Linked DNA regions of Mus musculus: regions 2 and 3 are each linked to region 1. Evidence: chromatin contacts called from public HiChIP or PLAC-seq and promoter capture Hi-C data. All regions are on one chromosome and are shown on one strand. The core of a region is the stretch at or near the end of the contact, and the rest is flanking DNA. Distances in the headings are between cores, read along the strand shown. Region 1 holds the start of Ttc26 (tetratricopeptide repeat domain 26). Region 2 holds the start of 4930599N23Rik (RIKEN cDNA 4930599N23 gene). Region 3 has its middle 19 kb from the start of Tbxas1.

Region 1 (3,083 bases), core at 302-2,801:
CTCCAACATTCCACAATTCCATCATTTGAAAATATTTTTTGCAGCCGGGCATGGTGGCGCACGCCTTTAATCCCAGCACTCGGGAGGCAGAGGCAGACAGATTTCTGAGTTCGAGGCCAGCCTGGTCTACAAAGTGAGTTCCAAGATAGCCAGGGCTATACAGAGAAACCCTGTCTCGAAAAACAAAGCAAAAAAAAAAAAATATATATATATATATGTGTGTGTGTGTATGTGTGTATATATATATATGTATGTGTATATATATATGTATATATTGCAACTAAATTAACGCTGCTCTGGAGTAAATACTCCATTCTTGCTTTAATTGTACACACATTTTTATAGTTTCTAATTGTGTATAGGTGTGTTGAAGAACCAGCCTGCTTCCATCCTAGACTTTAAAAGCCCATTTATAGCTGGGTGTGGTGGCACATGCCTTTAACATGAGCACTTGGGAGGCAGAGTCAGGCAGATCTCTGTGGGTTCCAGCCAGCCTGATCTACAAAGAGAGTTCCAGGATAGCCAGAGCTGTTACACAGGGAAATCCTATCTTGAAAAATAAAACAAAAAGCAAAGCAAAGCAAAAACAAAACAAACAGAAGTCACCTTATAGTAAAAACAAACTAGGTTCATTCCTGCTTATGATTAAATTTTTGTTTCTCAGATTGAGCTATGCCTCGCCTATAGCCTTAACTACAAATGGTTCTGTACTGACCGTTCCAAGAATGCCAAATCATGACATTGTTTCTAAAAGTTGTTTAGAACCATCTTGCAACTCTACCTTTGTTTCAAAAGGTTTTATAACTACCTTGTTATGGCTATCTGTTGTTATGCCCACCTTGCAACCATGACTGTTTCAGGAGGTAGTTAGGACTAACTTGTTATTGTTATATTCTGCTCTTATAACACCTCTCCCTCCTATTTTCCCCATTTCACCCCCGCAACCCCCATGATCTATAAAAACCTTGTCTTCCTCACATCCAATGCTGATCTCTCCAAACTGGCCTTAGAGAGAAGCAGTCCGTGTACACGAATAAAAAAGCTTGCTTTAATTAATTTGGTCATGATGATTTGGGGTGGTGGTCTTTCTCCTCCCATCTTTGGGATTAACATTGTCTCGAGGAAATATTTTGGTATCACTTCTGCCTCCAAACTATCCTTTGCTTCAGCAGGTACCAGCAGAAACGAGCAGAAAACAGAGACAATGTACGAGACAAGCGGAGCTGTTGTCGTCCTCACCCCAGGCAAAACGGAAGTGGTCCTTGAAAATTACCTTCCCAAGAAACTTGCTTTTGAAATATACTTCCTAGTTGTAATAGTACTTCTAAATCGCCTTTTCTTAAACTGCTTTCCTAAGTAGAGACACAGCCCCATTTTCATCCTCAGCACAAACAACAAGGATTAACTCCCTTGAGAGAAGCACCTACTCTTCCAGCTGCGGAAACACACGGAACCAAGAAGCTTAGGACATTGGTTTTGGGACGAGCCCTTTCTCAGAAGGACCAGCCTCCCGGCGGCGTTGCCGTGGAAACGGAGCTCGCTGTGTGGATGTGGCAACTCGCCGAAGCACAGCCTTTGCAGACTATCTGCAGCGGGGGCTCACAGGACCGACGCCAAGATGGTTAGTGGCTCTGAATAGTAAGGGTGGGGGATTTTGAATAGGTTTGTACCTGGGTTTAGAGTTCTCAACGCACTGTTGGATAGAATCTAGGTGCGTCTCTAGAGGGCGATCCCTTTATCCCTCCAGTGTTTCCACCGGGAATAGGGAGGGATGCGAAGAAATCTATGTACCTCGATGCTCTCTTCCCTCCTGCTTCTTCATTTCCCGATACTAGACTGTGAACTGGAAAAAAGAATCTTGGAAGACCTAGGTAGTAGAAGCTGCGTGAGTGTTTGTTTGTCTCTTATGGATAAAGTTGTTGGAAGTAGCTATTCGGTTCCCCTTCAGTAGTAGGTAATGGTCCTTTTACTAAAATGCACAATAAAAAAAGAATCTGAATAGACTTCCTAGGGTCTGATGGTAAGGGTAGATCTGACTGAGAGCTGTTACCCTCAGTTTAAAAATGACTTTTGATAGAACAGTCTTTGCTATTTGTTTTACAGATGCTTTCAAGGGCCAAACCCGCTGTGGGCGGGGAGTCACCGCACACTGACAAAAGAAAGAAGAAAGGGAGGAAGATTCCAAAACTAGAGGATCTACTTTCGCAGAGAGATTTCACTGGCGCCATTACCCTATTGGAGGTAATGTCCAAAGAAGGTTTACTTCTCAGTCTGGTGGATGGTGGGTTGAATGCTGGTTACTATGCTATTGGGACGGGTGGGTACATTATGGGTAATCCAAACAAACATAGCCAGATGCATATTCCAGATTCCAAGTTAACTATAAACCTGATGAAATACAAAACATTTTGGACTGGAGAGATGGCTCGACATTTAAAAGTATCGGCTGCTTTTCCAGAGGACCTTAATTCCCAGTACTCACGTGCCTGCTCACAGCCATTAGTAACTAAATGTTAGGAGATTCAAGGCCTTCTGGCTTCCTTCAACAAAACATATGGTATGTAGACATACATGAAGACAAAACACTTGTACACATAAAATTATTAATTTTTAGTTCCACAAATGGTGAATACAGTATTACATTTAACAGTGTCAATTCACACATTATTTACCATAAATCCTGAGTGATTTGTAACTTCTTCCTATTTACATTTTGGTTAAAAAAAATAAGTGATTTTTACTATTTACAATTTAAAACTATTGTAAACCCATAAAACATTTCAACTCTGTATGTCAGGGTCATTTTTTTAAACCAATGCTAGGTGCAAATCTCACTTTTTTAAAGATTTATTTATTTATTTATTTATTTAATGAAAGTACACTGTAGCTGTCTTCAGACACTCCAGAAGAGGGCACCAGATCTTGTTACAGATGGTTGTGAGCCACCATGTGGTTGCTGGGATTTGAACTCAGGACCTTCGGAAGAGCAGTCAGTGCTCTTAACTGCTGAGCCATCTCTCCAGCCCAAATCTCACTTTTTAATATGCATTGGAAATACCAAGGATAGTTAGCTGTTTCTGTTT
Region 2 (3,083 bases), core at 165-2,664, 740 kb after region 1:
TAACCCAGCATCCCCGAATCATTACCCAAGACATCTTCCTAAAACACAAACCTCACAGCTGACATTCAACAGGCCTTATCACCTTTAAGGTGAGGCCCAAATTCTTCAGTATAAACAGATTTCACTAATCACCTTGCAGGTGCAAGCAGAGAGCAGCCCAGACTAATAAGGACATAAAGTGTGTTGTGGAAGAGTTAGAGAAAGCTCAAAAAAGCGAAAAATCTTTCAGCTCCTGCCCGAGGCGCTAAAAAAGCAAACCAGGAAGGGCATTCCAGACAGGGCTCTGCCACCTAAATGAAACAAAGTGGGGGGTGGGGGGTGGGGGTGTAGAAAGGCACCCAGGAAGGTCTGTGGCTAGAGGAGAGCGGAACTCTCTATGGATCTTGAAATTCTGAATTTCGGCTTGTAAACAGACAAACAGAAGTTGAGTGGCACTTCCAAAGCCTCCTTACAGCTGGGACAGCAAGCCTTGCTGCCTGCTCCTCAAAGCAGCCCTGAGGACCAGCTTCCCTCCTGGGGGCCATACTGCCATGCTCAGGTGTCCCTCTTGGCACCACATTCTATCTGTGCTAGTCCACCATACACTGCCAGTCACTAAGTAGGTGATCAATAAACGTTCTTGAGAGTGAAGGACAGGCGAGGCTGAGGAACTGTCACCTAGCGGTCTGCCCCAATCACGGGACGAGGGTGGAGGTCCGAGAGTGGAGGGCCAGGAGCATCCGCCCAAGCCCACCGTTGGCGTCCTTACCCGGTCTTCAGGAACTTGCAGTTGCCGTAGATGAGAAACTTGCAGAGATGCAGCTGCGCGCAGAGCCCGGTGCAGCCCGGCTTGGGGCCCTGATGCGCGCGGCACAGACGCAGCGACGACACGGCCAGCACCAAGCGCTCCGAGGCTGCCGCCGCGGCCTCCCGGCCCGCGCCCACGGCCACGACCGCCCGCGAGGCCACCACGAAGCGCCCGCAGTCCCGCAGCAGCCGCTCCAGCGCGTCGGTCCCCAGGCTGGTTCGCAAGCGGCGCCGCAGCTCCGCCAACTCCAAGGCGCCCCCCGCCGCGCACAGCAGCTGGGTCACCTCTGCCACTGCCACCGCGGCCTGGGCCATGGCCGTCGGACTGAGGCTTAGCACGGACGGCGGCGCCTTTCACGGGCCGGGCCCCACTGTTTCGCTGGAAGGAAACGAAACCGAAAGCGGGCTCCGGCCGGGAAAACAGGAGCCGTGGGGCCTTGCCACGCCCTCGGGCCGCAGCTGAGGAGCCGGCGCCCTTGTCTTAGGGCCGCCAGCTGGGGACCGCGCGGCTCGACGGCGGCCCGCGCTCGCTTGCGCGCGCACTGGGCGACCCGGCGTGCCTCGAGGCGTCGCGCGGCCGGAGATGCGGGGCGCGGGTCCTCACGGGGCCGGACTCCCGCGTCTGAGGGAGTCGTGGCCGCTCCCTTCGAGGCAGCAGCGTCCTGTGAGGCGAGTGGCGCGTTCAGCTAGGCCCGAGGGACGCCGCGGGGGGTTCAGTCAGCAACCTCGATCTCGGAAAAGCCGAGCGAAGTTTCCAGACGGCGCCGGCCGGTTGCGGCCGGTTGGTGCGTCGGCCGGCGCGCTCAGGGGGGCTCAGAAGTCGCCCGAGCCAAAGCGGGCTTTAGCAGGCGGGCCTCGGAAGCGGGGACGACGGACCCGGTCCCACCGCACCCCGGAACAAACGGAAACAGTCGCTCCGAATTGCCAGACACTCCGCTTTTGTAGCGGATCCCGCATTTCCAGAAGGAAAGCGTAGGTACGTCCTTTAAAGGGGGCCGATCCTCCCTCCCTCGCCCCTTCTGAGTAAAGGTGATGCACCTAGTTCGATTCCTCACCGGAAAGAACTCTCCTGTGTGTTACCCTGGGAGTTAAACGTTCTCGGGGTAAGTAAACGGGGGTGTGTGGGGGTATACCTATTAAAATACGACTTTTGGCACCCCCATTCCTTCCTCCAGGAGTCTCCCGGGAATAAAAGCGTTAGTAAGTCATGTTCACAGGAGAGGACGGAGTACTGGAAACAGTAAGACGGTGATTCAGACAACAAGAGTTTAACAAGCATGTTAATTCTCTGGGTTTGACCTAGAAGGACATTAGTATGTTGTGAGAAAAGATTGTAATCAAGTAGTATTCCATGGGGCTGATCGGAGGTTAAGCGGCCGCACTGCTCTGGAAGAGGACCTCGGCCGGGTTCCCAGCACCCACATAGCAGCTCACAACTGCCTGTAACCCTGGTTCCAGGAGGGATCTGACACCCTCTTCTGGACGCTTCAGACACCAGGCACGACAGGTGTGAAGGCGCCTTTAATCCCGGCACTTGGGAGGCAGAGGCAGGCAATCTCTGAGTTCTAGTCCAGTCTGGATTTGAAAGTGTACACAGTAGGATGTTTTTGAGTGAGCATGAAGCAAACCCAACACTTTGGTCACAGTGGAGTGTGGGAGGTACTAGGAAAGTGGAAAAAGGAAAGGTGAAGGCTGAAAATTGGGAGGTGAGTGCTTAGAAAATTAATTTAAAATGAATAAAATTTTATTCTAAGTATAAAATACTACAGAAAAGAGCAACTGAGGGTATAGCCCCTGGGCTCAATCCTTAGGAAGGTGTGTGCTGGGGGGGGGGGGGAGTATTACTACAAAAATGTAATAAAATGGGATTAGAGTAGACCAATTGGCAAACCCTGGAACCCAGTGAGAGATTCTGTCTCAAAATAAGGCGGGAACTGGAGAGATGGCTTAGCAGAGAAAAGTACCTGCTGTCCAAAGCCTGCCAGCCTGAGGTGGATCCCCAAAACCCAGGTAAAAGGGGATGGAGAGAGAAACACCCCACACCCCCAAAATTGTCCTCTGACCTTCACATGTGTGCTGTGGCACACACATACATATACATAAATAAACTTAAAAAAAAAAAGGCGGAAAGCTCCTGAGAAATGACATCCTACCACACACACACCACAAAAAAAAAGACAGCAGGCTGGGCCAGAAACTCAGTGGTAGACTGTATAAACATACAACACATACAACACTAGGCTCAATTTCCCAGCAGCAACCCTTCTCAAAAAAGAAAAAAAAAATGAGTATAAAGA
Region 3 (3,083 bases), core at 339-2,838, 520 kb after region 1:
GCTATAACGACAGGTCAAGGACGACTGAGTTCACTACTGGAAAGGAAGATTCATCCTTGGTGACCGAGGATGGGGTCCATCTGCCAGCCAGGCTCCAATACTTTCATTCTGGTTCTAGAGGACAGCTGTACCTGGGAGCCATGCCATCACTGGAAATCATGAGGAAGGTTGGCTGGCATCTCTCTGCCTGTATCCTTCTACCTGACCATTACTCTGACATCAGCATTGGCATTGTTATCTTCCACCCACCTCGCTGATTCTCTCTTATGGACCTCCATAGCCTGACATCTCTTCTTTAGATTATCTTTTAGTTCCTCCTTTACCAGGTCTTCATTCACTAGACTCACTGTTCCAGCCTGCACATAACCTAGAACAATGTGCCTAACACAGCATTCAATCTTAGAATCTCTGAGGTCCCCCTGCTCTCTACAGCAGGAATCCTGGCCTGCCTCATGCAACTTAGACAATGAAACAATTTCTACAGATTTCCTATGGTCCCATAAACACATGAGTTTGCAGAGACTTGGGGATCATTCTGTATTCCCTCTCCTTCCATCAACAGTTCTGTAGGTTGTACCTCTACAGTATTACCTTGCCCCCTCATCATCTCCATGGTTACTACCTTCACTGGAGCTAGTCCCATACCTTATAATTACTATAAGCTACCCCCATTCTCCCTGGCCCTCTCTATCCTTCCAACTCTTTCTCAACACTGTGGTCAGAAGAAATTTTTTCCAGTGCAAGTCAGGTTCAGTGCAAGTCATGGCTTCTCACTGCACCAGAATAAAGTCCCACATCTTTGTCAAAACCTCCAGGGCCCTGCCCAGCTCACTGCCAGCCTCCCTGGATATCTGTGGGTCCCACACTGGTCCCACCACCCCTGTTCCTTGCTTTCTGATAGGCTCTCAGAAGCATCCCATTGTCTACCCTCTTCCTGCTTCTTGGCCAGCAGAACCCATCATCTCTCTGGTCTTGCCTAAGTGTCTCCAGAAAAGCCACTTTCCACCACCATTCTTCTTATTTTTTATTCCTTTGTATATTTTAATCATCCTTTTCAATTACTTTGTTCGTTTCCTGTGTCTTATCTGTTTGCCCACTGAACTCTCAATGTCAAGAGTGTCTGGACCATGTACATCTTGGAAACCATCCTTTAATCTCCTAGCACAAGGCTCAGTGTTACTGTTTTTCAATGCTTCTCATACAAAACCCTCTCACTTCTTCCTCCAGCTCTCTGTGCCTTTCTCATATCCTCTTCTGCTCCCTCTAGTTAGCATCTCAACTGTGTAAAGTTTCAGTATTTTCCCACTGGTTGCTTAATTACTTCTTTTATTACAAACAAAACCAAAAGCGACCTTTTATTAGTGGAATTCAATCATTCTTCTTAATATATATGAGGAAATCTATTTTCATCCCTGTGAGTGTGTCTGTGTGGATATGTGTGTGTGCATACGTGTACATGTATGTGTGCATGTGTATGTGTGTGTGTGTACACACTTAGGAGACCAAAAGAGGACATCACTTCTCCCATAACTGGAGAGCAGGCAGTTGTCATGGGTACCAAGAACTGAACTTAGGTTATCTACAAGAGCAGTCAGTGTTTTTAACTCCTGAGTCATCACTCCAGCCTGGGCTTCCTCTTTTCCTAGCAATGTGCTGTGGGGATCGTCTTCAGCGTGTTGCGCTGTCTCATTGACATTTATTTGTTCCTTGTACTTCTTCCTCCTGCTTCTTTTTATTACTCCAAATCAATTTCAGAAATAGTTTTAGCAGTTTTCAAAACAAAATAATCCTATAATGCCGGCACTGAGGAGAGAGGGCAGAGACTTCAAGGTGGGTGCTTGAAGATCATTGGCCAGCCAGGCTAGCTAAATTGAAAGGCTTTAGGTTCTGTGAGAGACCCTGTGCTAAACCTTGAACCTTGTGCTAGTAGATAGAGAAAGAATGGTTTCCAAGATATGCATGCTCCAGGCCTTCTTGACATTGAGAGTTCAGTGGAGAGACAGATAAGACACAAGGAAACAAGAGGCAGAGAGAAATCAAGGAAAGACATCTGGAACAGACTTTGGACCTCCTTTTGCCCATGTGTGTATGTGCACCTACATGCACAAGTGTACCCACACACTAATAAGTATATATAATACACATACCATACCACACACAAATCACACCGCACACTCACACACTCCATACCACTTACACCAAAACTGAAACCAAAACCAACCAAACAACTCCTTCTTTCTTTGCTGCTTCTGGAAGCTCCCTCCTCTTTGCTTTTTACTACACTCTGTATACACCTGTACCATGGCTCCTCTATGCTCTGCCTGTCTGTTTGCCCACTCTCCACACCATCCTAAATAACATTATGCCTCGAAAGATTTCACTGCCATCTGAAAACCTGGTGTCCGGTTCAGAGGTGCAGCCTAGATATCTCCCAAAGCTGCCTAAGTAGCTAGCTGTAGGATATTGTCAACCAAAGGTCTCCCAGATCAGACACAGCAACTCCACATGTCAACAACCAAGTCCTCCTCTCTCACAGGACTTGTCTCCTGCATGCTCACTAAGTGCATCTAACCTCACTGTCACCCTTAGTTCCCGCTACCAGCTCAGTTACTCTCTGACTAAATGACCCCACCCCAACACGCCTCCCACATGTCTGTGAAGGGAATCACTTCTCTCCCTTCGAAACCACAAGCTTCCAGTTTCTCAAAAGGCTCCCAAAGGGCCTTCTGGACCTCACCTAGCCTGTTGTTGCTGCCTTAAGTTCTCAGCTTCCTGCACATCTTAAGGTCCCCCGTGCAAGCTGGCCCCTCTCTGCTGGAAAGTGGTTGTGATGGTGGATCTTCATTGCCAACTTGATTTGGGTTTCGATCTGCCTAGGAAACTCAGTGAGGCAGGAAGCCCCATCACAAATATGGTGGCACTGTCCCATGGGTTGGGCTTCCAGACTGAATCAAAGGAGGAACCCAACAGCACCAGTGTTTGTCTCTCTCCTGACTATGGACACTGTGATTGTCTGCCTCATGCTTCTGTCTCCAGTCACGGCTGCTCTCAGTACCATGCTTTCCCAACCATACTGGAGTTTA

Evidence for each region. Promoter capture Hi-C pulls out the DNA fragments that hold promoters and counts their contacts. HiChIP or PLAC-seq counts read pairs in DNA pulled down with a chosen protein or histone mark.
Region 2: a promoter capture Hi-C map of liver shows a contact between it and region 1, with 4 times the contacts expected there. The contact joins the promoter of 4930599N23Rik here to the promoter of Ttc26 in region 1. A contact is called at or near these places in 3 of 39 promoter capture datasets (the 3T3-L1 cell line, liver and pre-B cells).
Region 3: an H3K27ac HiChIP or PLAC-seq map of microglia shows a contact between it and region 1, with 10 times the contacts expected there. The contact joins the enhancer-like site here to the promoter of Ttc26 in region 1. A contact is called at or near these places in 6 of 39 promoter capture datasets (the C10 cell line, the HPC-7 cell line, HPC-7-derived erythroid cells and 3 more), 2 of 484 Hi-C or Micro-C datasets (both in embryonic stem cells) and 1 of 115 datasets of contacts at active chromatin or transcription factors (microglia).

What each region holds. Positions count from the first base shown.
Region 1 is chr6:38,379,973-38,383,055 of GRCm38.p6, forward strand. Ttc26 (tetratricopeptide repeat domain 26) reads left to right here and starts at 1,552. Exons shown (of 18, transcript NM_153600.2): 1 at 1,552-1,621; 2 at 2,104-2,241. The coding sequence starts at 1,619.
Region 2 is chr6:39,117,059-39,120,141 of GRCm38.p6, forward strand. It overlaps 4930599N23Rik (RIKEN cDNA 4930599N23 gene), which reads left to right and starts at 1,415. Exons shown (of 4, transcript NR_045813.1): 1 at 1,415-1,762. Parp12 (poly (ADP-ribose) polymerase family, member 12) reads right to left here and starts at 1,291. Exons shown (of 12, transcript NM_172893.3): 1 at 749-1,291. The coding sequence starts at 1,101.
Region 3 is chr6:38,898,718-38,901,800 of GRCm38.p6, forward strand. It overlaps a transcript of Tbxas1 not described here. Among named protein-coding and RNA genes, the nearest start is that of Tbxas1, 19 kb to the right of the region's middle. Within about 2 kb of position 1,589, at least 81 of the 459 cell types and tissues checked have an H3K27ac peak or open chromatin away from gene starts, as enhancers often do. A contact at or near this core is called in the HPC-7 cell line and microglia, where this site is marked.